Linked DNA regions of Sus scrofa: region 2 is linked to region 1. The links are chromatin contacts, called in public promoter capture Hi-C maps. All regions are on one chromosome and are shown on one strand. The core of a region is the stretch at or near the end of the contact, and the rest is flanking DNA. Distances in the headings are between cores, read along the strand shown. Region 1 holds the start of BSN (protein bassoon). Region 2 holds the start of CAMKV (caM kinase-like vesicle-associated protein).

What was found. Promoter capture Hi-C pulls out the DNA fragments that hold promoters and counts their contacts.
Region 2: a promoter capture Hi-C map of fetal liver shows a contact between it and region 1, with 3 times the contacts expected there. The contact joins the promoter of CAMKV here to the promoter of BSN in region 1.

What each region holds. Positions count from the first base shown.
Region 1 is chr13:32,103,603-32,109,790 of Sscrofa11.1, forward strand. BSN (protein bassoon) reads left to right here and starts at 3,365. Exons shown (of 12, transcript XM_021068762.1): 1 at 3,365-3,692. The coding sequence starts at 3,475.
Region 2 is chr13:32,398,869-32,405,056 of Sscrofa11.1, forward strand. CAMKV (caM kinase-like vesicle-associated protein) reads right to left here and starts at 2,612. Exons shown (of 10, transcript XR_002337521.1): 1 at 1-2,612. It overlaps MST1R (macrophage-stimulating protein receptor), which reads right to left. Exons shown (of 19, transcript XR_002337520.1): 19 at 2,755-3,587.

The DNA.
Region 1 (6,188 bases), core at 2,115-4,614:
TCCCCAGGCCCACTGGCTGGGTAGGGCTAATTATCCCCATTGGAACCAGGGGCAGGTTGACTTAAATCTGTGCAAAGCCACAGCTCCTATAGCATCTACCAAAACAGATAAAAAACATCCTTCTCTACCCTGCTTTCAAGTGGCTCAGCCCACACTGACTGGTATCCGTGAACCAAAATGGCCAAGGTTGGGCCAAGGTCAGGTCACTGGCCTGCCCATAGTGCCTGTATACATGCTTTTCCGGGAGAGAAGATGTGGCAGAAAAAAACCCAAATCCCAGAGTGATCTCCAACAGACAGCAGTGAGTGATGGCTTGAATTGAGATCTCAATTCTCTGCTCAGGAATTGAACCTGGACAGCCTGGATAAAAACCAGGAATCCTAGCCACTAAGACTAGCTAGAGGCTGAGAGCAGAGTTGCTGTAATTCTTGGCCACTGTTGACAGCAAGAATGTTTCAAAGAGGCATAGATTGTGAAAACAGGTATAAAGTTTATTGTACAACATGTGGGAGAGCACACAGAGAAGTAGTTTTTATTTAAGTCAGAAGCAAAGAAATAATACACACCTGAAGGGGAGTGCAGGCGCGGCTGTCCCCGAGTGAGCAGTGCACTAGAGAGGTGATTTAACTCACTTATACAGGACAGTACTTCTGGGTGTTTGTTTACCTTTGGCCATATATCTTGTTTTATTTCTCACACCTGACTGGACACAGGCCCCTCCCCTTAATGCATGTACATCTTTTGGCAAAGACGGATTCCAGAGCAAGGGATGCTGGGACAGTATCAGGGCTTAATTATGGTCTGGTGCCCCCTCCTTTTTTTGATCCTTAGGGGTCTTACTGTGCATGGGTTATTGGGGAGCTCTTCTTGACACCAGGATCGAATGAAGTGGTCAATCTTATCTTTCTACTCTAGTAGAGCTCAGCTCCAGCTCTTAACTTTCTTCTTGAGGTGTTAGAGAGGCAAGGCCCAATCTACTTGGCTTAACAAGTCCCAGCTGTTTTCAGCCCAGGGGCTCATCTACCTCCTACCTCAAGATCACCCACCAGAGAACCAATTAATAATAAAGTTGATCATGTGACAGAGTTCCTGTCGTGGCTCAGTGCAAATGAATCTGACTAATATCCATGAAGATGCAGGTTCAATCCCTGGCCTTGCTCAGTAGGTTAAGGATCTGGTGTTGACATATACTGTGGTGTAGGTTGCAGACATGGCTCGGATCTGGCATGGCCGTGGCTGTGGTGTAGGCCAGCAGCTGCAGCTCTGATTCAACCCCTAGCCTGGAAACTTCCATTTGCTGTGGGTGTGGCTCTAAAAAAAGAAGAAAAAAAAAAGTTGGTCATGTGTATGCCAGGCACTTGTTGGTATGTTTTACTTACATTAGCCACTCCACTCTCACAACCAAACACACACCCCCACCCAGTTAAGAGAGGCTAATATTATAACCTTTTTTTTTTTTTTTTAATGTCTGCACCCGTGGCATATGGAAGTTCCCAGGGCTACAGGTTGAATTGGAGCTGTAGCTGCTGGCCTACGCCACAGCAAGCCTTATCTTCGACCTATGCTGTGGCTTGTGGTGATGTTGGATCTTTAACCCCCTGATAGAGGCCAGGGATTGAATTTGCATCCTCATGGACACATGTTGGATTCTGAACCTACTGAGCTACAATGAGAACTACTATTATTCTAACTTTGCAGGCTAGGAAATGGAGGCTTTGTGAGCCTAAGTCAGTTGCTAAGATCCCATTTGGGAAGTGGCACAGCTGAAACATGGATCCTTGTAGAGCCTAGATGAGCACCAGATACAAAGATGATTCAAACACAGGAGGAAACACAGTGAAGACCATCATAACACAGGCAGAGAGGCTCTCATCATCCCAGGCAGCAGAGTCAGTCAATTCAGGGATCCAAGCTTCAGGAGCTCCATCCCAGAGGTTGAGGGAGCAGATAAGAATGCATGGGAAGGCCCAGCCAAAGTCTGTCCATCAGCCTGGTTATCAGTGTTCATTGGGTTTTCTGAGTTATTCCAGGTCAGGTTAGAAATGCTGACATCACATTTGATTTATTCTTCATCATTAGCAGAATTAAATGGGTTTGTAAAATAGGTCCAAGTTTACTCAAGTTCTTCTTCACAGCCATGATTGATTGATTGATTGATTGTCCTTATAGGGATGCACCCGTGGCATATGGAGGTTCCCAGGCTAGGGATCTAATTGGAGCTGTTGCCTCCGGCCTATGCCACAGCTGAACCACATCTGCGACCTACAATACAGCTTATGGCAACACCAGATCCTTAACCTACTGAGCGAGGCCAGGATTGAACCCGCAACCTCATGGTTCCTAGTCGGATTCGTTTCTGCTGTGCCATGACAGGAACTCGTACACAGCCATGATTTATGAAGCCAGGAAGTTTGGAGTATAGTCTGGATCTTCTAAGAAGTATTCTCTCTCAGGAAAGTACAGGTTTGTGTAAGAAGCCAGGAGGCAGAGTAGTATGCAGACACCGAAGTCTGTAAACTGAGGTAATGGAAAAATAATTTGGTGAGCTCTCAGGTTAATGCAGAGGCAGCCTGCAGCCCCTCGTCTAGACAGTCCCTGGGAACCACAGCCCAAGGACTCTAAGAAACATCAACTCCTTTTCCTCATCCTCAAGGTCACTGTCCCAGGGCCTGCTGAGGCAACCTTCCATCTGGCTTCAGGCCAGCCCTGACACACCCTCCACCTTTCCCAGGGACACTTCCTGAAACTCCTTCCCCTGGGACAAGGGCTCAGCATGAAACCCAGATGGTTCCCATGGCGACATCTGGATAAAGTCTTCAATCCCTTTGAGACCCTCATAACCAGTCCCATCACCCAGCATCCTTTATCTCAGTCCTTCCATGACAATGCGCCTCTGAACACACTTGTTCATTTATTTCTCCAACTCCTAAACATCCTTTGATGCTACACTCAGTGACCCCTCTCTGAGGCCTGTTCCCACGAAGTCTGCCAGTTGGGACCCTGAAGTTACCCAAATGAGAGCTCCCATTCCTGAGTTCTCTGAGGCAGTAAGCGTCACTGACTCCAGGGCAGGGTACGGCGGGTCGCCCTCACAGCCCTTTCTCGTGGTCTGTGTCTCTCCAATCCTGGTTTGATCGGATGCTCCTGCCGACACTTGCTGGGCCCCGGATAGCGAACGCCGGCTTTGGCGGCCCCGGAAGGCGCATGCGCGGGCCAAGGCGGCTGTTTCCCCGCCACTCCGCCGGGGGCTCTTGGACACGCGTCCTCACCAGCAGGAGGGAGCGCGCGCGTGCGTGGGGTGGGGGTGTGTACAGGGAAGAGGCACGAGGGCCGCGCATGCGCAGCGGCAGGCGGCGGCGCGAGCCGAGCTGGGAGATGGCGGCGGCGGCGGCGGCGGCGCGGAGCGTGTGAGCAGCTGCCCGGGAGCCGCCGGCCCGGGCCCAGTGCGACCTCGGCCCCGCCCGTCTGCCCGCCATGGGCAACGAGGCCAGCCTGGAGGGCGGCGTTGGCGAAGGGCCGCTGCCGCCCGGAGGCTCCGGCCCCGGCCCCGGCCCGGGCCCCGGGGTAGGGAAGCCGCCTTCAGCACCGGCTGGCGGCGGACAGCTCTTGGCAGCAGGCGGGGCACGGGCTACCGCCGGACCACCGGGTCCAGGCCCCGGCCCCGGCCCCGGCCCCGGCCCTGGCCCGGGCAGGTAAGCGCAGGGCAAGGCGCCCGGGGGCGGGAACTGCAGCCTGAGGCCGAAGCTGGGGCCCACGACCCTGCAGTCTAGTCTGGACAGCGAGATCGGACGTCCAGCTACACTTTGAGCCCAGTCGGACTGACGTGAGCCGAGTGGTCAGTCGCGAGAAGCATCCCTTCCATTACAGCCGTCCTGCCTTAGTAAAGCAGGATGGTGAGCGCAGGGTCAGTCTGGGCCTGCAGACCGTGACTCCGTCACGAACCCCAAATTCGCTTTCCCCCAGTGCCAGGCTAAGGAGGGGCTTATGTAACCTCAGCCTGGTTCTTCTGCACTGGGAAGCAGTGGGATGGAAAACGTCTTCCCTGTCTGCTTGTGTCTGCATTTGTCCATTGTGTTGGGCCAAGGAAAGAGCACAATGGGAGTGGCTGTCAGGGAAGATAAGTGTCACTGCGAGGAGCAGAAAGATATGGAAATAGTTGAACCATGAACTTGGTCATACGCTTTCCTCAGGCATTTAGTAGTCAAAATCATCTTTGGAGGAAGGGAAAGTGGTACTGGACACCACAAGGTACTTATTTAGGCTCAACAATAGTAACAGGGTCATGTGCTTTCATCATGGTTTAGTGAAACACTTTGGGGTGAAGCAAAAATGCTGTTGAATCATCTAGAACCGAGTATGTTCATGTTGTCTTATGACTTAGGTTACCACTCAAATCAGTGGAATGCTTTAAACAGACATATCTGATCAAATACTCTAAAACCAGCTTGTTTAAAATGTATGCCAGTTGAGGTTGTATAAACAATCAAGTGGAAAGGAAATGCAGAGGAAGAAAATGGCAATCTATAATAAATTAGTAGACTGAACACTCAGGAAAGCTACCAAGAGACAAGATAAAATGGAAGCACTGTCTTTACACCAAATAGAGCTGGGAAGTAGCAAAACCCAGGGGTGCTTCTGAGTCCATATGAGTCTGCTGATAATGTTGCCTTGGCTTTTCTATGTGGGGGCACATAAACTGTGAGGGAGCATAATTTTTTATTCTTCAGCTGCCCAGCTGTGCCTCTTACGGGTTTATTTCCTCAGAAGTCATTTCTTAGACAACTAACAGAAATGAAAGGGTCTTAGTAGCCTGAAACCTGCCACAGACAGGCCAGCCTGTGAACATCTCTTTTGGAAGGGGGATTTACCCATTTTATATTAGCTATTATGGTAATGCTAATAGCTATCTGTGTTTGTTAGCACACCGTTCTTAGTACTGCAAATACTGTCCATTTTGCTGCGCATTGAGCTGCTCTTTGAGTTTTAGCTTGAGGAAGGCTCACTTAGGCTTTAGAGCTTTCCTTCCAAGGGAAAGCATCTACAGCAGAGTGGAAAAACACCTTGTTATTAGGAGTTTTCTATATGGGGAATCCAGTGTTTCTCTTCTGGTAACCAAACAGGCTGCTGTGCTTGGTGTTTATCTGATGTTGCAGAGCCAAGCATGTGAGATTTTGGAAAGACTTGGGCAGCTCAAAGGGACAGAAAGTGGTTAGTGCCTACTCATATTCCTTCCCAGTATTTCATTTCTTCCCTGTCTATATGTTTTGCTACAGGGTAGACCCACAAACTACAGTGGGTTAAGGAACCATGATCTCCTGCTGTATTTAGCAGTCATATAATCTTGCTCCTGGCTGTGGGCAAGACACACACATGGGCTGTGGTGCTAAGGTCCTACAGTTGTTAAGCGCAGGTGGTGAGCTGGCTATTTTTCACCAAAGCTCAGGATTGGGGGCTCGTAGGAGATGGAATTTATTCTTTTAGCTGATATTCAGCTTGTCACATCACCTCAGCTGAGCTGTACCTCCATGGTATGTTTCTCCTTCAGCATCAGAATGACTCTACTTCCTCTCACCAGAGTGTCTCAGGTACCTGATGCCAAATTTAGCATGTTCTGTTCTGAGACGCTGCTGAACAGATTGGCCCATTGATGGAGAAAAAGCCCTGTGGCATGTGCTTCTGGGTATTCAGGAAAGAGCGTTGGCATAATTTCAAGCTGGCTTGTGAATTTGGGGGAATTATATTGTGAATTGAGGTAGGTAGAAGGTCAGATAAGGTGGAAATTGTTTTACTAACCCCTGATGGGAATGGAACTGAGGTTCTGGGGGAATCAATTCCTGGCTCTTTCCTGTTGCTGTATTACCCCTTGTCACCCCAGGCTGAATTAGTATCTTCATTTTCATTGTGAGCTGATTTGGGCTCTCTGAGGGGGCAGCTCCAGCATTTGTGGCTGAAGAGCTCGAATCCTGTGAGTAGCAGTGTCACCACACCCATAGTGCTGCCTCTTAACCTAGTGCTGTTTGGATGATGTGGCACTTGGGGCATCAGAGATTTCCTTAAGGCAGTGCTCTCTGCTTCTGGTCTCAGGGTCATATGAACACTTATATAGGTTGTGCATTTCCCAAGGAATGCCAGGTCAGGGAAGGCTGAACTCTTATCTCTGGCTTTGCAGTATGTGCCTTGGTATGGGC
Region 2 (6,188 bases), core at 1,362-3,861, 290 kb after region 1:
GACCTGGCTGAGAGCCACGGATATTGTGGTCAACCCTCTGGGACTTAGGGGTTCCTGGGGGCTCTGAGCCTGCTTTGGGGCTGCCTGGCCTGGAGGTACAGGCCAGGGGCTTCTCCACTTGGTGTTCAGGCTGCTTGGGTAACACTGGCCTTCTGGCAACCTCAAGCTCCTGGACCTGGGCTGGGAACTCTTCCAGAATGGGTACTGTGGTGGGAGGCTCATCCTGAGAATAGGAGTTCTCTTTGTTCTGGCAGGATGTGACTCCTTTGGAAGACTCTATGTGGATCGGCCATTGGTTGTCACATTTCTTGGCTAAGAGGTCTTGGGACAGGCCCTTGGTGACAGTATTGGTATCAGTCAAGCGGTCAAGGTTGCAGGTGTAAGTTTCAACTGCTGCTGATGTTGGGGTTGTATCCAGAGCTGGAGTATTTGCCTGAGTTGGAGTTGGAGGAGCCTGAGCCGGACATGGGCACTTGCCCTGACCCTGATTTTGGGCTAGAGGTGGAAGAGGACCTTGGGTTGCAGCTGAGCCATCCTCCCCTGAAAGAAAATAGGGTAGCCATCGGCTCTTCCTAATGCCCAACGGGGCTATCTGGTCAGGGCTGCAGGGGCCTTTGCCCCAGCCCACTAGGACCTTAGCTGGAGCCTTGCCCTCCCCCGAAACCTGCACCTGAAGCCGGGAGCAGCAGAGTCCATGCTGGGCCATGTCACTGGTACCATCACCACGCGTGCACACGGGTAGGGTCAGGGTCCTGTTCTCCATGACGAGATGAGTTTGAGCTCCCACGATGGGGCTTGGAAACGGGCTAGTGGAGGAGAGTCTCAGGACATCCTGGGAGGCCCGCTCACAGCCACATTGGGAGCTAACCTCAGCAGCGTCCCGGAGATGCTGGTGATTGGGCTCAGGGGTGTGGGCCTGGGAGGCTGGGCCATATGCCCCATCGGTGATGGCCTCGGTGGACAATGACACCCCCTGCCTCAAGTATACAGATCCTGAGTTTATCCATGTTCCCTGGGATCCTCTAAGGCCACCCCCCAGCTGCTGGCTGCCAGCCAAGGGGTGGCCCTGGGGGCCCGATGGATCAGGGCCCCCCACTTTCTTGGTGACTTCCATAGTCCTGCTCCATGCCCTAGGTGCCCTGCCCCCACTTTGTTGCCATGGCAACTCCACACATCACAGCCCCCAGTGACCTGGGGGAGGGTGAGAGAGTGTGGGAAACCAGGGGCCCCGCCCCCCTAAGGAATGGGGGCCTGCCCAGGGAATCTTGGGACACAGAAAGGCCAAGGCACCCTGGTGAAGTCTGCCAGCCCTAGATTGGCCTCCTCTTTCCTTGCCAGCCAGGTGACCATCTGCCTAGGCCAGCCCTAAAGTGAGGGTAGTGCTCCTGAGATGGGAGCATGTATAAGGCCAAGGGAGAAAGGTAGGCAGGGGCAATGCTGAGGAAACCCCTGGGTTCTCAGTTTACCACAGATGCCAGACTTGGCTCTTTCTCCCCATCGCCCATCTGGCAACTTGAGACTTAAGCCCTGACTCAGGAAGGCAGTCCCAAGTGTGTGACATGAGGCCCTTGTCGGAAGGGCAAAGCCTTTTCACATCTCAGTCCTGAGGAGCAGAAGTGGGTGAGGGGCCCAGGCTCAGGCCCTAACTCCCTTCCCCCATGTTCCCCAGCTCCCGATCCAGGGACACCAGCTCCTTGGCAGTCTTTCTGCTCCAGATGGTTCTCCTCTGCCTGTGCCTCAGAGAGCCCCCTCCCCAGAGCCACATGTCCTTGAGGCCCAGGACCAGTATCCCACAGAGGTGGGGATGGGGACGACATGGGGGGGGTAGGCCTCTGCTCAGAATCCTCAAGTCAGAATGTTCTAGCTCTTGTGACATTGTGCCAACTTCACCTTGGCCAGAAGGAGGGCAGAGCACAGGGTAGAGGGCTAGGTCATGGTAGATGCCAGGTGGCCAAGTAGCAATTACAGGATGAGGCAGAGTAGGGACACAGCGCTTAAAGGGCTGTCCAGGCAGTGGGCACAGGGCTGGTTACACAGTGGGCATATGGTGGTTGCAGGACTGGGTACACAGGTTCATATACAGTGAGGACAAAGCACTGGACTTGGGTAGGAACACAGGAAAGTAAGATATCAGACCAGGTGAGCAGTTCCAACCTTTTCTTAGATGGGCAAGCAGAGGGTCAGGAGCGGCAGGACCTGCCTGGACTACCAGCCCAGGCCCAGATGTGCCCTGCCACAGAAGACAGGCCTCTTTGGGGAACCACCCATTGCCACAGGCCTGGGTCTAGAGGTTCTGATGGGGGGTGGTGGTCAGACCTTCCTCCCTCTCCCAGCTAGGATCTCTGGGCCTCCTCCCTCTGTCCCCCATGGCTAGCCTTTCAGGCCTCAGTCTTTCCACCCAGGAAACAGGTTCATGGCAAATGCAGCTGTAGGCTTGTCCTCTGAAGCAATGTGTTTTCACAGAAGTTAAAAATAGTACTTACAGTTGGCCGTGGGGTGTGAAGTGATGTGACCAGGGACCAAGGCTAGCGCTGCGCTTCATCTGCACCTTCCTGACTCCGCACTGGGCAAAGCCTGACTCAGCCCTGTCTCAGGCCTCCTGGGACCCTCCCCCCTTCTCCAGATGCTGCCTTCCCTTAGGAATGGGGACAGATGTTTCTAGATACTGTTGCTCACCACATGCTATGGCCAAGGAAGGTAGCAGAGCCCAAGGGTCTGTGGCCTGCCCGTTTGTGTGCATTCACACACACATACTTGCTGAACACTGTTAACTTTATTAATCTCTGGCCCCTAGCAAACTGTTGGTGATTTTTGTTTTGTTTTTCCTCACAGAAGAGATACTAGTAGCAGCCTCTGGTGCCTGCGCAGCCCCTGAGCTGGGCTGCACCTGGGAAGACTGGGGAGGCATGGAGGGAGGGCCTGAAAGCCACTGCCTGGCAGACCACTGAGCCATCTCCTACCTCCTGCAGAAGTGAGGCATAATTCTCTTTGCCCGGGGCTGGCCTGAGAAGGGTGTGGCCCATGAAGGAAGGAGCAAAGAAGGCAGTCTGGAGAGTGGAGAAGGCTCTTCCCACCTGAGAAGCTAACACCCCTTATAGCAATAAGAACCGTGACTGCTATCAGCTGGGCCCTTCCTCTGTGTCCTGCAGTACTGAGTACTGTAACTCTGCCTCACAGCACTTCAAAGGGCTAGGTGCTGGCATCCTTATTTTACGAATGAGGAAATCAAGGCCCAGAGAGGAGAGAGAAGTCACAGCTAGTGAGTTGTAGAGCCAGAATCTGAAACCAGACTACCAGGCTCTGGACCTATGGTGCCACCACTGGGTGCCAACATGCCTCCCTTCTGAGTGCTGCAGCCCCAAGCCCCCACCCAAGCTATATCCCACGTGTGGACCTCCCGCCTCCCAATAGCTTAGCAGGTGGCTCAGGCCTGGGAGGGGGCACTTTTCCTGTCCATACCACTAAGCCAGTGCCCTCCAGGAACCCAGAGGTGCTCAGTAAGGGCTAGTTACATACCCTGTTGGAGCAGGCTGAGTCCTTTCTTCTCATAATTCTTGGCTGGCCAAAGCCCACTTCATTCCACCCAGCTGAGGGGAGGGGCAGCAGGGCAGTTAGAGAGGCTCCCAGGCTGCACCCTTTCTACCCAGCACCCTGTCCCAGATCAGGCAAGGACATTGCCCCTGTACCCCTCCCCCCAACATGTTTTTAAATAGTCTCTCACCAGGAAGAAGGGCATCCAATTCTATTTCTGATTCAGTGAGGAGGGCCAACATGTTACCATGGCAACTTGGAGAGCCCCTCCCCCCGGGCTGAGCCCATTCCCCAGGCTGAGGGCTGTCTGGGATGGAGGGGCCAACAAGCAACTAGAAAGAGCTTGGTCTGAGGGTTAGGCTATCAGAGGCGCCTCTGTGATGGCAGGTTCCAGCACTGCCTCCCTTCACACTTCATCTGACCCCCTCTGGGCGGGCTTGGGGGGAAGGTCCCAACCCCTGTGGAGTCAGATTTGAGGAGATGGGGACAGTTACTTCACTCTGAGAAACCCTCTTTCCCAGTGGAAAAAGATAAGGCTGGAATCCTCCCACCAAGGAGGCTTTGAGGACGGTCGGTAGGAAGGGCAGCAGGAGGAGAGGCACAGAAAGGCTCCATTCTACCGAGAGCTCCGTGACCAAGTTTCCCAGACCTGATTATCCAAAGTGGCTCCCCTCTGCTGTGTTCTCAGGGGTCAGCTCTGTCAAGTCCCTGGCTCTGCACTCTTCCAATCTACCCACCTTCCCCTCCCTGTACTCTGGGAAGACTCTGAACATCTCCAAAAATCTAGCATCAAAAGGAGTCTTAAAAGGCTTCCAATGCAGGAGTTCCCGTGTGTGGCTCAGTGGTAACAAACCAGACTAGTATCCATGAGGACTCGTGTTCGATCCCTGGCCTCAGTCAGTGGGTTAAGGATCCAGCATTGCCATGAGCTGCAGTGTAGGTCGCAGATACTGCTCAAATCCGGCGTTGCTGTGGCTGTGGCTGGCAGCTGTAGTTTCAACTCGAGTCCTAGCCTGGGAACTTCCATATGCTGAGGTTCAGCCTTAAAAAAAGTGTCCCTGGAGTTCCCGTCGTGGCACAGTGGTTAACGAATCCGACTAGGAACCATGAAGTCGCGGGTTTGATCTCTGGCCTTGCTCAGTGGGTTAAGGATCCGGCGTTGCCGTGAGCTGTGGTGTGGTTTGCAGATGCGGCTCGGATCTGGTGTGGCTGTGGCTGTGGGCTGTGGCTGTGGCTGTGGCCGGCAACTACAGCTCTGATTACACCCCTAGCCTGGGAACCTCCATATGCCACAGGAAGCGGCCCTACAAAAGGAAAAAAGCCAAAAAAAAAAAAAAAAAAAGAAAGAAAGAAAGAAAGAAAGGAAAAAAGGCTCCCAATGCAGCCAATCACTTAATAGTGGAGCCAAAATCAGTGCCTGTTTCCTAGAGGTTCATTCCTGTCTACTGTCCAGAGGCTTCTGTCCCAGAGCCTGCATTTAAATTTGGGGAGGGAAGGCACTCCAGGTAGGAGCACAGCCAGGGAAAAGGCAGGCTTCCGAGATCTCGTGATCAGCCCTCTCTTGGTCCTGATGGGAAACCAAAGCCCCCCAGGAGGAAGGCTGCACCCTCTATACACAGCACTCCGTTTACCTCTCCTCCCTATAAATCCTAACTTCCTGATTCCCTGGAAGTCTCTCCTGGCCAGGGTGCACCTACTCCATGGAGGCCGCACCATGTTTAAAGGAGCTGGTACCTTCTCCCTGTCCTCATGCCTGATCCCAAAGGAAAGCAGTCATGGTGCTGAGAACCCCAGTCTAGAGGAAGCTGGGGGAGGATGAGGGTGATAATCCACTCCTCTGGGATTGAAAGGCAGAACCCAAGAGTGCAGGAGGACGTGGCTTTTGAGCTCTAAGGCACAGGGAAATTTAAATAACAGATGTTTAAACAACCTTCCCTGCAAGCCATGGTGCAGTGACCCCTCAGCTGTGATGTGTTACAGCTTAAAAATAGCCCACAATGAAGTGCTCTGAGCTCCAATTGACTCAAGCTTACGTAACTCTGCGTGAAAGATGGCCAGCCACACCAGCCGGGGGGGAGGACAACAGCACAGCCACCCTGGCTTAGGCTGGCTTCGGGGCTGGGGTGAGCGCCTCACCCCCCTGGGAGCAGCCCCTCATCCAGGAGCTCGCAGGGGGTGGAAGAGGAATTGCTGCCAGAAGTACAAACGCCTTCATGACTGCTGAGAAGAGACCTCCAACCACACCTGCGAAAGGGATGTGAGGAGGGCTGCCCTCCCTCAGGGTCCCTGAGCAACCTAGGCCCAGGGGAGGGTGGGGGTGACTTTAAGGACAGATGGGTGGATCCAAAAGACCAGGGCAGGAGCCCATATGGGCAGAGTGACTGGGGCCACATGACGAATTCCCTTCCCCCTTTGAAGAGGGGGGTTCCGAGCTTGAAGAAATATATCAGCAGGACTGGTGTCTGGACAAAGCTATCCCTACCAGAGAGCCCAGTGGTGGAGCTGACTCTTTTTTCTTTTTTTTTTTTTTTTTTTCTTTTTGTCTTTTGTCCTTTTAGGGCCACACTCGAGGCTATGGAGGTTCCCAGGCTAGGGGTCCAATCAGAGCTGTAGCCGCTGGCCTACACTACAGCCACAGCAATGCCAGATCCAAGCTG